3 separate regions of the Sus scrofa genome follow, and regions 2 and 3 are each linked to region 1. The links are chromatin contacts, called in public HiChIP or PLAC-seq maps. All regions are on one chromosome and are shown on one strand. The core of a region is the stretch at or near the end of the contact, and the rest is flanking DNA. Distances in the headings are between cores, read along the strand shown. Region 1 overlaps ATXN1 (ataxin-1). Region 2 overlaps ATXN1 (ataxin-1). Region 3 overlaps ATXN1 (ataxin-1).

Region 1 (4,340 bases), core at 1,172-3,671:
TAAACATGTTTTTACTAAAAGCCTGAAATCTAGTAAAGGTAGGAGTGAATGTTAATTCTTCTAAACTGTAGTTGTCTGCCAGTAACACATAGTTTAGGCTCTGAAAAGCTTCAATACCTGCATATGTAAGATGACATAGTACAGCAAGACAGAAGAGTATTTTTATGGGGGACATGGACGATTTGATTTCTCTTGCTTTTCATCTTTTGATATGTGCAGCTTAACTGCTTCAAAGAACAGACTTAGTTTTGCTCATACTTCCGAGGTTATGAGAATCAGGCTCTCCTTAATTTGTAGAAAGCATTGAAAATAATAAATCATAGAAATCCCAAAGAGAAAATCATTTTTGTTCTAGGGCGTTCCACACAGAGCTGCTGCTGCTGCTTTTTTTTTTTTTTTTTTTTTTAAGAATGAATTTTGTAGTCCTCAATTATGCTGTTCGGATTTTAGTTTCATTTAGTCCAGTTTAACAAAATCCTCACGCCAAAGTTCTTTAAGAGATGGTATAATAACGAGTATACTGAGTGCTACTTTTAGAGAATGTTTTTAAATGTTGGCTGAAAGAGTTGTATTTGGAGCAAGGTTTTAAAAACATGTAAATTCTTAAAATTGCAGGAGTGATAAAAAGGTTTAGGTAAATAATCTCTATGGAAATAGTTTTTAGAGCTCTTTTTCTTACTCCATAACTTATATATTTTTGTCTTCATCAGTATAGTAATGTATAGTATAAGCCTTATAAATCTGAACTTTTCATACTCATGTACTATACATATCTGTAACACAGGTTACCGTCTCAAATATACTAAAACAAGTTTAGAACTTTTAAAGACAAAAAAAAAAAAAAAAAACAAGCAGTATATTCTCCTTGACATATTGGAGGTTAGCAGAAATGTTTCATTGATTTTTTTTTATAACTTTTAATGCATCCCATTTGTGGAGTAATGAAAATGTGATGATAATGGCTATGGTGTAAGCAAATTTGTATCCTTAACCTGAAAATGACTTTTCAGAGGTTTCATTGTAGTGGAATCAGAATTTGAGACTTGAGAGGGCAGAGGTTTCCCCTGATTATGGTGTTTAGATTTGGGCTGAGAACTCCTTTTTCTCTACTTAGGTCCTCTTTAACTGACACGGTTTGAACGAGTTGTTTAGCAGAAGTTTTTAGTGCTAATTGTCATAGCTGCTGAGCTGTAAACATTTACGCTTCTAACAGTCAAAGAAATTTTTTTGTGTGTCACTGTGCATGGCACATTGTCCTTTATCACACCCTGAGCTTTGGCCTCCTCTCCCTGAAGTATTTATAGTATCTTCTGTATTTATATTATTTCTATATTTTCTTCTCATTACTGACTTTCACATTAGTATTATTTAGGCCATTTAATCTTCCACTATTAGTAATATTCCACTATTAGTAATATTGTGTTACGTTGCTCTGCTGGGCTTTTAAAATATTAAGTATTCCGTTTCTTTAGTGGATATGTATTGTATAAGTCTGTAAGCGATTTTCTCGTATATTATTGTTGCAACAAATCCACTCTGCTTTGCCTTTATTCTTGCGTTTCTTCTCTGATGGAACACAGCAAGTTGTCTTAACTCTTAATTACTCTAACTAGTGTAGCAACACAAGTGCTTTTGAAATAAGTAGGCATGCCAATGCGAGAGTGAATTAATATTTTACAGCCTTTGCCTCATGTTTGACTGTTCTCTGCACTTGAGCAGAGACTGTAATTTGGACTCTATAAAACCTTATCTGCCAGGTGATATGTAAATAGGATTGTGTGTGCACACGTCGATTTGCAAGCCAGCACTCTCTCAACTGTTAGCTCATAACGCAAGCACTCTGCAAATCCCTGGTCCCCGCACCTTGTTCACAAATGATGATCAAGTATTTTGATGCCTTATTTGAAAACGACGTTACTAGATAACACCAGGATCACCCCACCCCTTAAAACATGTACTGTGTGAGAGTAAACGGAATTCTGTGCGCTTCTATTTAACGTGACCCCTATTTATATTTGTAACTCAACAAACTTCTTAACGGAGGGATAGTGTCTGCTAAGGACTTCAAGGATGTTACAGTCCAGAACAGCTTTCTTCTTCCTTAACGCTTACTGATTACCTGTGGGGAAACCAAGGCCCAGAAACCTTACTTCTGCCTCTAGGTCCCAGGCATGCAGTAGATGCTTAAATAAATACTTGGTGAATGGGTTAGCTTGAAGGAAGCCTATTTTGGCTACTGTTCATTACTTTGAAAAGTGTTGGAAGGCAATCGAAATTATTTTCCTTTCCAGCTGGGCTGTGCTCTTAAAAATAGTGAGTGTGTATGGATGAAAATAATCATGAGATGTGTTGCCATGTACCCAAGGATAATTGGCTCACTTACCTGTTTACAGATTATTCACATTGGAGATCATATTCATAGCTCCAGAATAGTTTCTTTCTGACACCCAATATAATCCTGGGCCTTCTCCTTCCTACTGTTACCTGGCGTGGGCTTAGGAAACCCAAACTAAATTTAAAACCAGCCTAAACAAATATGCAGATCAGCTCCAGTAATCAAAGACTAAAAAATCAGCCCAGCCATGACCAGTTGGGGGAGTCTTTTATAATAACAGTGCTACCGATTCCATGTAATGTGGACAGTTGGGAACCACCAGTATTTTAAAATATTTTTTGAAGAGATAGGGCTGGCACCTATGTGAGCCGTTCAAGTCCTCACCTTCTTCCATTTCTATGCGTAGGTCTTTACCTCACAAAAACTACTACAAGCACCAAGCTCCCTGATGGAAAGGTATATGGAAGCTTGATTCTTTCTCTCTTTCATTCATCCATTCACAGATTCACTCATTCATCATACAGTGGGTAATTTTTCCTTAACCATGAACAGGATGTTGTGGCAGAATGAAAGTCAAGTAGACATACATTCAGTAATTAAATCATTGACAGTTTAGCGGAAAGTCTAGTGAGTCTGTGCATACTTAAAATTTTTTTTTTTTTTCCTGCATTCGATTCTTTTTCTTTCTATCCCATTAGACTGGTGTGCTAATAACTGTGGTGTTTCATGATTCTCCCTCAGGTTGCATGTTGATGGTATAATATATGCCTCATGAAAATTAGACTCTGGCTCAATTACTATTCAATCCATGCCCATTTTCACCTGATTGTCCTGTGATTACTCTGATGTGTTTATGAGGTGATTGGTTAGAATCATTACAGAAAAGCATGACAGTAGCTGGCGCACATGGGGCGACCACGCTCTTAATTTGATTGAAGGAATGACCTTTTTTTGTGTGTGTTGGCCTCCCTCCGAGCCCTATGGAATAGAACCAGACCTGCCTTTTGCGCTGGCTGGTAGCTGTGTGATTCTCAGAACACCATGCAAAACGTGATGTTCTTCAAATTTAGATGTCAGTGCTTGGACGCCTTCAGGTGGAAATGGTTCTTAAGGCCACGTGTTCTGTTTTTCATTTTGGATTTCCTCTTCTGCATCCCCCGGACCCTTGCAGGCCGATCGTGCAGCAGATCGCCAGGGTGTCCCATTCAAGCTGCAGATTTGTCTGTCATCGTCGGACGGCGGCGGCGGCGGTGGCGGCAGCGGTGGCGGTCCCCTCTTCCTCGTCCGCGGCAGGGAAGTGTGTCTCACATCAGGTGAGAGTTTTGCCTTGCTCTCTAGTTTCCATCCGAGGATAAAGCCTGACGTGGGAAGATGTCCTACTGGCCACGTTTGCGCCCTTTGTAGCCGTGGAAGATCTTTGCAGACCGTATGTGTGGGAATTGGAGACATCGCCGAGGTTTTTTTCAAACTCGGATTCGAAGGATCTCTCTTTTTGACTTCTTTGGTTTAGGAAGTGGTCCACGTTTGACTTTGCAGTGGCTGATTGTCGTGTGTTGGGCTCGAGCCCGGCCATATGCTGTGTCCCTTGTACCGAAAGCCGGTGAGAAATGTTTTGCTCCCCAATAGCTCTCTTAAGTCAAGGTTTTCACGTTTTTGGTTCTTGGTGGAGTGTGGCCCGTGTGTGGGGAGACGGGCTTGTTTGTTCAGTAGCAACCAGTGTTTGTTGGATCTTGAATTCCTCTGTGTCTGTTCGGATTTTACAACTTCCTGATTTCTTCGTGCACAGTGCATTTTTTTGACCTGGAGAGTCAGGCAGACACAGGGTATAGGCAGGGTTGATGACTCATGGTTCTGAGTTGCAGAGAAGACGAGGAAACTGCCTAAGTGGAGTCGGGAGAGCATGGAAAAGTTAGTTAGACGTGGGGGCAGCAAGGGCTTGGGAACCCTGGTCTTCGCAACTGAAGGAGATTGTGAAATACCTCCCCTGGTTCTATTTGCCTCGGGA
Region 2 (4,340 bases), core at 1,009-3,508, 400 kb after region 1:
AAATCACTGCTTGAATTTTTTTTTTTTTCTTACTGTTGTTCTGTGGTTGAGATGGGTAGCCCTGATTAAGAAGAGTCATTCTGGGAGCTCCCACTGTGGTTCATCAGGTTAAGACCCCGAGGTAGTCTCTCTGAAGATGCGGGTCCAAGCCCTAACCTCGCTCAGTGAGTTAAGGATCCTGTGTTTCTGCAAGCTGCAGTGTAGGTTGCAGATGCGGCTTGGATCCCGTGTGGCTGTGGCCAGCAGCTGCAGCTCTAATGTGACCCCTAGCCTGGGAACTTCCATATGCCAAAGGTGTCGCCCTGAAAAGAAAAGTCAATCTGCCTTTTTATTTTTTATTTTTATTTTTTTAGTGGTCAGGAAAGGACAGTGTTTGTCCAGAAGAAAATGTTAGGTGGCCAGAGTCACCAGGTCCCCTTACAACTTCTGTGTTTTAAAATGTAGGTTTTGTTGTTATTTAGCTATGGCGAGCGCCGCTGCCATTGAAAAGATCCCCCACTATATACTCAGATCCCAAAAGGAGAGGGTGTGCCCTGGAGAATCGCCAGGGTCAGCTAGGAGGCACAGGGATGGAAGAGAAAACGTGGCCAGAAGCCTTTACTGTGGTTTCAGTGAGAAGGAGCCAGGGAGGCAGGGTAGGTAGATTTAGGATTGGCTAGTTTGAATCATCTCAGCAGGCTCTGGGCTTGGGGCTGGCCCTAGGTGCCTGGTACCTGGCCCTGGAGTGGTCAGGGCAGGAGTGATAGTGACCCTGTGAGCACCCGCTAGAGGAAGTGGCTGGGATGTGGGTGTTTGCTTTGCATACAAAGGACATTCTCCCAGGCAAGTGAGTTGTTGGTTGTCTCTAGGAATTAGCGAACCCAGGGAGGGGCAGTCCCTCCAGAGTCAGCAAGGCTTCAAGATGTCAAAGCATCAGATATAGAGAATAAAAGGCATGGTTGATATCTGGAAAGTCAGGCCTGGGCTTCTGATAAATGGAACCCCAAGGGCCGGTTGCTGCCAAGCTGAGTCACGTTAAAACTGGACTGTGATCAACTCTCTTAATTCCCATGGTTCCTTCAGTCCATTCTTTTCCAGTCTCTTAAATCACTTGAATGCATTTATTCTGCCTGTTTGTATGGAAACAGCAGTTGCATGCCCAGCTTGCTTGGAATCCAACAGAATTGCCCCGCACCCCCACCCCTCACCCCCCAGGGTTGGGAACTTCCTTGGTTGGGGCTGGAGAGCATCACTCCCTCTGGGAACGGTTCTGTCCAGGACTTTGCGTGGTTCCATCCACGCCTTTGTGACAGCGCCTCCTTTAGGTTGAAATGAGCTACAAAATGGTCATGGCATGGTTGGGATTCAAAGCAACTAAAACCAACAGTGAAGACAAACTAGTTAATGGCTTGAATTGTGAGTATACTTTTTAAAAGATCAAGTGAGGTGGGAGAGACTGCTTTTTCAAAACGTTTTCCAGAACTGCTTGTGCACAGTGAATGTCAGGGGGCCTGCGTTGCCAAGAGCTTTTAGCCCCAAAGACTTTTTTTTTTTTTTTTTTTTGATGGTGAGCTGTTACCATAGGCTTTGATAAGGCCCAAGAAAGTATTCTCAACATTCTAATTCTAAAAAAAGAAAAAGAACAAAAATCAGGATATTTGAAAGGGGGCATCATTATTTAGGACCCACTACGCATTTGTAAGTGCTGCTTACTCTCACCTTCCTACATGGATTGGGGTGGCTACTAGTCTTTAACAAAGCTGTGTTTTCGTAGACCCCAGGTAAAGCCTAGAAAATAAATAAGGAAAAGTAAATGTTTTTTCATGGTCCTTTTAATCCTGAAAGCGTCAGTGTGAACAGAGGTAGGCAAGGAAGGAGAAGGGGTTGTTTTGAAAGGCACCAGTCTCCTCTCTGGCACCTCTTTCAACTCTCCGTAAAGAGCAGCTCTGAGCTGGGAGCTTCATCCCCAAAGCCTGGTAGCCTCCGCAGAGCCCCAGATGCCCAATTGACCTGGCAGTTCTTAGAGAGGAAGCATCTCCCTGGGTCGTCCGTGCTCCATACTCTGCAGCGTGAACAGTTAAATGATCAAGCCATTGGCGTCCATGTGTGAAGTGTCCTTTCCTCCCCAGCAAAGATGGACAGGAAGACCCTGGGCAGCTCACAAGGGTGACTTGGGTTTCAAGCAGTCGAAACAGGAGAGCGGGGCTCTGACACAGCCTGTGATCTGTCACTGTACCCAGAAGCCTATCAGAAACAGGCTGACATCATCACAGCGAAAATACTCCACCAGCTGTGTTGGCGGCATGTGACAGGAGCAGAGTCAGTAGAGAATCAGAGAGAGAGGGCGAGGCGGGGAGAGGGAAGGCAAGAGAGCATGAATGTCTGGATTGAATTTACGCTCCGAGGACGGAGGGCTTCCCTCCCTCCTCCGTGTGGCTCTCCGGTTCTCTCCCTTGGCCTGGAGAGGCAGCCCCTGTCTTCTCAGCTGGTTAGAAACCACTAACACGTGCGCCCATGGGGAGGTGTAGAACTCTGCCAAGTGTTCAGCTTAATTAGCAAAATCACAAAGTTGCCTTGGGGAAGTTGAGGAAGGAAAGGGGAGGGGTGGACAGATGGCTTTAGCCCCCCCCAGGCACGAATCCTGCACAGCGGCAGGACCACCGCAGGGAGGCTTGACCTCACACCCTGCCATGGGCATCCTCAGTGAGTGCAGAGTGGCAGGTATGGAGAAGCCAGGATCTTGGGGTCTGGTCAGCCGAGAGATGGGAGGTCTCACCTCTCAGCTCAGGGTTTTCTCGTCTCTAAAATGGGTAAGTGATTCCTTAGAGAAGATCACGTCTGTTTCCGTAACCCTTCCCTTTCCTGCCTTGCAAGCAGCAGCCCTTGTAAGATTTACCAGCGTCCACTAAGCAAAAACCAAAGAGGGGTGAGGGGACACGAAGGAGAACGTCCCCCACGTCATGCTAATAGTGCGCAGACCTAAGGGGAAGGAAAGCCATCCTGTGTAGAGCCAAGGGAGTTTGCCTGTGAAGGATTATTTTTAGGAGCGGACTTCCTAATTGTTATGGAAAGATGCCTCCAGGGCGGTCTTCGGCTGAAGCGCCAGATGAGGCACTGTGGGAGAAAAATGCTTTCACGTATGTGTCACCATCCCTGTGGTTTTGTCCTACCCGTCCTGTCCCTTGTGGCACAAGCAAAGCAGCCTTGCCTCCCCAGCTCCCCACCCAGGTGCTCTTGAAGAACACAAGTGCCGTGTGCACTGCAGAAAGCCTCTTGGTGGCCCCCTGGTGAAAGACCAGTAGCACCACCCCAGCGGGGGGAGAGTCACAGCTTCGGGCATGCGGTCCTCTCTCGGCCCTGGTGTTTCTGGCTGAGAACCCCCGTGGACAGCAGAATGACTTCCCTTGGGCCACACTCCCAAATAGAAACCACTTAATATTCTCCAAGTTCAAGGCCATAAGTCTGTGACGCATCCCAGAAGGACATTGCAGGGGCTAGCATCAATGCGGAAGCCAATGTGATTCAGCAGGAGGATAGAGCATTGTCTGCTTGGGTGGGAAGGAGATGAGGTGGTCGGAAAAGGCAGGACCTGGAGCCAAAAAGACCCAAGGCTGAATCCGTCCTCCAGCACTCCGTAGCATTAGACTGTGCAAATCTTGTACAGATTATTGCACAAACGCTTCCTGGTGCAAATTACGTGTGAACCTTGCATTTGGCTTACATCGTGGTATAGAGAATCAGGCTGTTGTTAGAATGAAAGAAAATGCATTCAAGGGAACCAGCGCGGTACACAGAGCACGTCGTAGGTCCTCACCAATGTGGGTTTCCCTTGCCTGCTTCCACTTGGGTGACTTTGACCCTGAGAAGAGAAAGGTTAGCTTCTGAAAAATGAATAAAAGCCTTAAGGCTCTCAGAAGCTCCCATTGTGGCTCGGTGGTAACGAGCCCGACTAGTACCCATGAGGATGCAGGTTTGATCCCTGGCCTCACTCTGTGGGTTAAGGATCTGGCATTGCCATGAGAGTTGTGTAGGTCATGGACTTGGCTCAGATGCCGTGCTGCTTGTGGCTGTGGTGTAGACCAGCAGCTATAGCTCTGCTTGGACCCCTCACCTGGGAACTTCCATATGCTGCAGGTGCGGCCCCCCACAAAAAAAAAAAAGAAAAAAAAAAAAGGCTTCATGCTCTCAAAAGAGTTTATGGAAGGAGAGACAGTCCAGAAAAGTCTAGAAAGAAGGCTGAACTTTCCCAATGAGCCCTTTTTCCCCTGCCTCTCTTCCTGTGGCCTGTCCCCTGGATGGCCCAGACACGTCCATCCTGCTGTTCCTGTGAGGGAGGCAACGTGACTGCACGTCCGCCTGCG
Region 3 (4,340 bases), core at 1,330-3,829, 270 kb after region 1:
ATTGAACCCCTAGCCTGGGAACTTCCATATGCCGTGGGTATGGCCCTAAAGAAAAGAAAAGGAAAAGAAAAAAAGAAGGTGAGGGAGGGAGAGAAGATTTCACTTGTCTCTTTAGCTTGTCTTCTGTTCAAGTGCTTCTTCATCTGGGCAAACGAGACCTTGATGCCAGAAACGTCCTTTCATGAGAAATGATGTGGTATGGCCACTGGCCAAGATGTAGACTGGGCGTTTGGAGCGCTTGGGAACCACTTCTCTTTTTGGGTCATTTGATGTACTTATAGGCAAAAGCCAAAGCAAGAATGTGGGCCACTTAAAGGATGCTTTCCCAACCCTGTAAAATACAGTGTTCTCAGCTGAACTTGGGACAGAAACCACCCCTGAAACTAAAAATGCATTTCTCATGTGGTGTATCTTTTGAAGGATTTGCCGTAGAAGAATCAGTGTACACAGAAGAAGGAGGGGCAAAGTGATGGGGCAGGGGTGCTGTCCTGGAAGGGGAGTGTTAAGCCCCTGGAAAGTCTCCCAGACAGAGATCAGATAATTCCCATACTTTAAACACCTTAGAGGTTGATCAGCTCTTCCATCTTCGTTATAAGTAGAAATGAATGTGGCTGTATGTAGCCACATAAATATGACTGGTGTGTGTCTTTTCTCCCCAAGTACATCATATCATAGTATTTACATCATTTTCCTTACTCCTCTTAAAAAATGTTTCCCCTTTGCTTTCCTCTAGAAAAAGTGAGGCACAACCAGGAACGAAATGACATTGTTTTGTCATAAAGCCAAAATAAAATCTGCCGGTTCCCATCAACAAATAAAAATTGTTCTTGGGACTGAATGTAAAAAGACAAAGAGATAATGTCATTCTTGTAATTCTGCACATTTTTCACTTTTGGAAAACAATCATTTTTTTTTTAAGACCAGGACATCCTTTAACCCCTCCCTCCGCGTATATTCCTATTACATTTCTCGTGCCAGCTATAGAATAAATTATGCCAGGTGGACTCTTAGAAGACTCAATCCATCTTCTCTATATCCTGAGGATTATGTTCATCATTTGCAGACCCTTGAATAACAACATTCCGTGATTCAGAGAAGGTCTTTTTCAACAAATACACACTGTGTTTTAGGCGAGGTAGAAAACATAGCTGTTGGAAAACTATGGTGGAGGACGTCAGTCTTTCGATGTCATTTTTCTGTCTGTGCTTACATTCTGAAACGACTTCCTTAAGCAAGAATCCCCCAAAGGGGAACTATTAACGGGATATGAATGGCAGTCTCATTCCGAATCTGTTTATTTCCAAAACTCCATTAAGCACTTGTCAGGCTCTTGGGACTCAGCCATCTTCTTCCACCGCTAAATGTCACTTCTTTTTCGATACCTTTATCATGCACGTCTGGTGACCGTCTCTCTCTCTTCGAGCCATGAGTGTGTAGCCCTGGGATGGACTTGTCCACAGTGCCAGCAGAATTCACTGATCAGGACCCCTGCCCGGGTGCTAGGCTGTGATACCACATGAGCCATCCTTACAGACATCAGGGTACCGTGTTTTGCGTATCTGGAAAGGAAAATGCTCTTGCTAACACTGTTCCCTGAAAATTTCCATTAGGTTGCTCCTCATTTCATTTTTTTTTTCTCCAAGTCTTTGCAGCTTGCATAGAACTAGGAAAAAAATGGTAATTACTCCAGGGCTAAAATCCAAGACTTTGATAGGCAGTCTTCATGTCTGCAGCTCCTGCGAGTTGCTACCCGTTAAAAGTGTTGGGAAACTTTCCCCGCAGAACAAAGAGAACTGGACCCAAAGATTGTTCCCTCTTTCTACCGTGGCAGGCCCTACCTTCCCAGTCTCCTTTGTCTTTTCCTCCTCGTCCTCCAAGGAAAGGGGGTATGAGAGGAGGATGCTGTTGTTGAGAACTGGGACAGCTATTGCCTGTGCAAACAGATTTCTTTTCCCTTCTCTTTGGCAGCGTCAGTTGTTTTACCTGTTTCTGGTTCTCCTCTTTCTGCTTATGAACAGCCTCCCCGCCGCCCGCCCTTTCAAAAGACTAATAAATTAAATAGACAAATGTTAGTTTTTGCATATCTACTAGTTGGTGTCATTTGGAATGGAGTCATTCAGCCTCTGTCTGCAGCGAGTCTCTTGCCGCTTCTCTGTCACCACTGTAGCAAGTGCAAGTGTGGCTTAAAGGATGGTATGTCAAGGTGAGAGCTGTCCACGGGGTACTGTTGGTCTGTCACGCCTTCAGTGCAGCAGATTAGCTGCCAAATGGTATCTTGTTGCTGTCATCGAAGTTTACAGTCCAGGTTCCCAGCTCTGCTGGCGATCTATTTCTGTGCCCCAGCAATGATGCCAGTTGTCCTAGCAACCTGCCGGCTGGCGCTTCCCTAAAGGCAAGCTGGGGAATCGCAGTGGAAGAGGGTGGCCTCTGGAGGGTCAGGAGGGAGTTGGCAGTCACCTTGCTCAAAGAGGATTTTCCATTTCCTTCATTCGGGCAGGTCTCCAGGAGGAGGATGTCACTATCGTAGGGGTGTCACTTACGCGGGCTCGTGGACCACATGGTCTTGCTGGTACACACGGTGTCCTGTGGAGAATAACAGGTTGATGAATGGGTAGCCCAGGCAGTGTGGGGGGAATGCCTGGCCAGGGTCTTAGGGGATCTCAGAATATCAGATGCTGTCCGTTTTCTTGTGAGTTGGGTTAATGTTCCCATGCTTAATCAGCCCCGGTGTTCAGAGTTGGGGATGTGGGTAGATGTTTGGGAGGAATCAGAGGTCAAGGGAGGTTAAAGGGAATAGCCACAATAGTCGATCTTGGCTTCTTTCCTGTTGACAGGTCTGGCCTGAAAGCAGTTCCGTGTAACTGGAGCTCTCTGAATGGGCTCCGTATGCAGCCTTGCAAAGGAACACTCCTCGCCTTGTCCTCTTCTCCTTAATTACTCTCCTCCTCCCTTTATGCCAGATTAAATTGGCACTAAGTGACTTTTTCCCCCTCTTCTGGTTTGCATCCAACAGAACGCAGATGCTTGATATCTTAAAGCCACTAACATAGTTGGCCTTGCCTGGATAACGTCGCAAATGGGCAGTCAGTTGACAATGGATGTCATGGGGATGTTACTCCATAGCCAATTAATCACGGAAGCCCCTAGCCGGTGTCTTTGGCTGGCATTTTCTCCGAGAGAGTGCTTCCATCCCTGTTGGCATGGAGATGTCAGGACGTTGTTTTTTTTTTTTGTTTGTTTTTTTAACAAAGTCAAGGTGGGTCCACGTGCAAAACTTGTTGGGTGTGTGGGGAACCAGGGAATCTGGTGAAAGGGTTTCCCCAGAACATGGGGAGCCCACAAAGGACATGCAGTATTATTAGTACCTTTCATCACGGAAAGAATGCTGGTACTCTCAGAGACCTTTCAGCCCTTACTCCACTGAATGAGCATGCGTAGCCGAGATAACAGCATTATGCCCATGTCTTCTGGATGGCAAAGCCAATTAGGGTTGTAACTGAACATTTCTAGCACACTTTATGTGCTCAACAAATATTAATGCCCCCCTTCACACCTAGAATCAGGATAGGTATTGAAGATCTGGAACTGGAATTAGAAGAAATAGTATTTGGACAAAAAAAGAGTATCCGAGGGAGTCGTTTGTACTTTCAGAGCATTCTGTGTTTCCAAGATGTTTCTTAAGTAAAATAAATCCGTTTTGTTTGACAAGCATGTGGCATGCCTAACAGGTCATTATTTTAAGTCATTAAAATGGTTTAAATGGTAGAAGACATTGTGTGTTCCTAGAACAAGAAATACCTATTAGGTGCCTTTTGATACAGTGGAGAGGCAGAGTTGATTTCTCCCCCCCCCCCAAGGATCATCATGTAACTCTTAATTCAATATTTAATGCTAAATATTCATCATTCTTCATGGTACACAGGCAGTGAAGTCAGTTCTCGCCTATTGATATGAATAATAGATACAGAATGTGAATTACATTAAAGTTGGAAGATTAAAATCCTTCTCTGGTTGGTTGCTTTTCAAAAAGAGATTCAGTAAAGCAGATGATAGCCCAATTAGGTCTCATGAGTGTCATGCTTCATGCTTTTTTCCCCCCACGACCTATCTAGATATACAGTAATTGGAAGAACATCTAGAATAGAAAGGAACTGTTATCTCTCTCTCTCTCTCTCTTGAATTTGCTCTTGTCAGTCACGGGGGTAGGTGTGAATCGAGCTATTTATAACTAAGGAGAAGATGAGGTTGCCTTGGGCTTGGTCCAGGAGCAGACGCATCAGGCTAAGAACGGACACATGGGTTTTCTTACTCTTCCCACCCCCAGGACCACAGGCAAGCTT

Evidence for each region. HiChIP or PLAC-seq counts read pairs in DNA pulled down with a chosen protein or histone mark.
Region 2: an H3K27ac HiChIP or PLAC-seq map of skeletal muscle shows a contact between it and region 1. The contact joins two enhancer-like sites. A contact is called at or near these places in 4 of 5 promoter capture datasets (fetal liver, fetal skeletal muscle and liver), 14 of 47 Hi-C or Micro-C datasets (brain, embryonic fibroblasts, epiblast stem cells and 8 more) and 2 of 2 datasets of contacts at active chromatin or transcription factors (alveolar macrophages and skeletal muscle).
Region 3: an H3K27ac HiChIP or PLAC-seq map of skeletal muscle shows a contact between it and region 1, with 5 times the contacts expected there. The contact joins two enhancer-like sites. A contact is called at or near these places in 1 of 5 promoter capture datasets (fetal skeletal muscle), 5 of 47 Hi-C or Micro-C datasets (embryonic fibroblasts, heart right ventricle, psoas muscle and 1 more) and 2 of 2 datasets of contacts at active chromatin or transcription factors (alveolar macrophages and skeletal muscle).

What each region holds. Positions count from the first base shown.
Region 1 is chr7:12,713,037-12,717,376 of Sscrofa11.1, reverse strand. ATXN1 (ataxin-1) reads left to right here. Exons shown (of 8, transcript XM_021099774.1): 2 at 3,507-3,648. Among named protein-coding and RNA genes, the nearest start is that of ATXN1, 16 kb to the left of the region's middle. Within about 2 kb of position 2,421, at least 29 of the 83 cell types and tissues checked have an H3K27ac peak or open chromatin away from gene starts, as enhancers often do. A contact at or near this core is called in skeletal muscle, where this site is marked.
Region 2 is chr7:12,316,274-12,320,613 of Sscrofa11.1, reverse strand. All of the region lies in intron 7 of ATXN1 (ataxin-1), which reads left to right. Among named protein-coding and RNA genes, the nearest start is that of GMPR, 64 kb to the right of the region's middle. Within about 2 kb of position 2,258, at least 21 of the 83 cell types and tissues checked have an H3K27ac peak or open chromatin away from gene starts, as enhancers often do. A contact at or near this core is called in skeletal muscle, where this site is marked.
Region 3 is chr7:12,447,315-12,451,654 of Sscrofa11.1, reverse strand. All of the region lies in intron 6 of ATXN1 (ataxin-1), which reads left to right. Among named protein-coding and RNA genes, the nearest start is that of GMPR, 200 kb to the right of the region's middle. Within about 2 kb of position 2,579, at least 5 of the 83 cell types and tissues checked have an H3K27ac peak or open chromatin away from gene starts, as enhancers often do. A contact at or near this core is called in skeletal muscle, where this site is marked.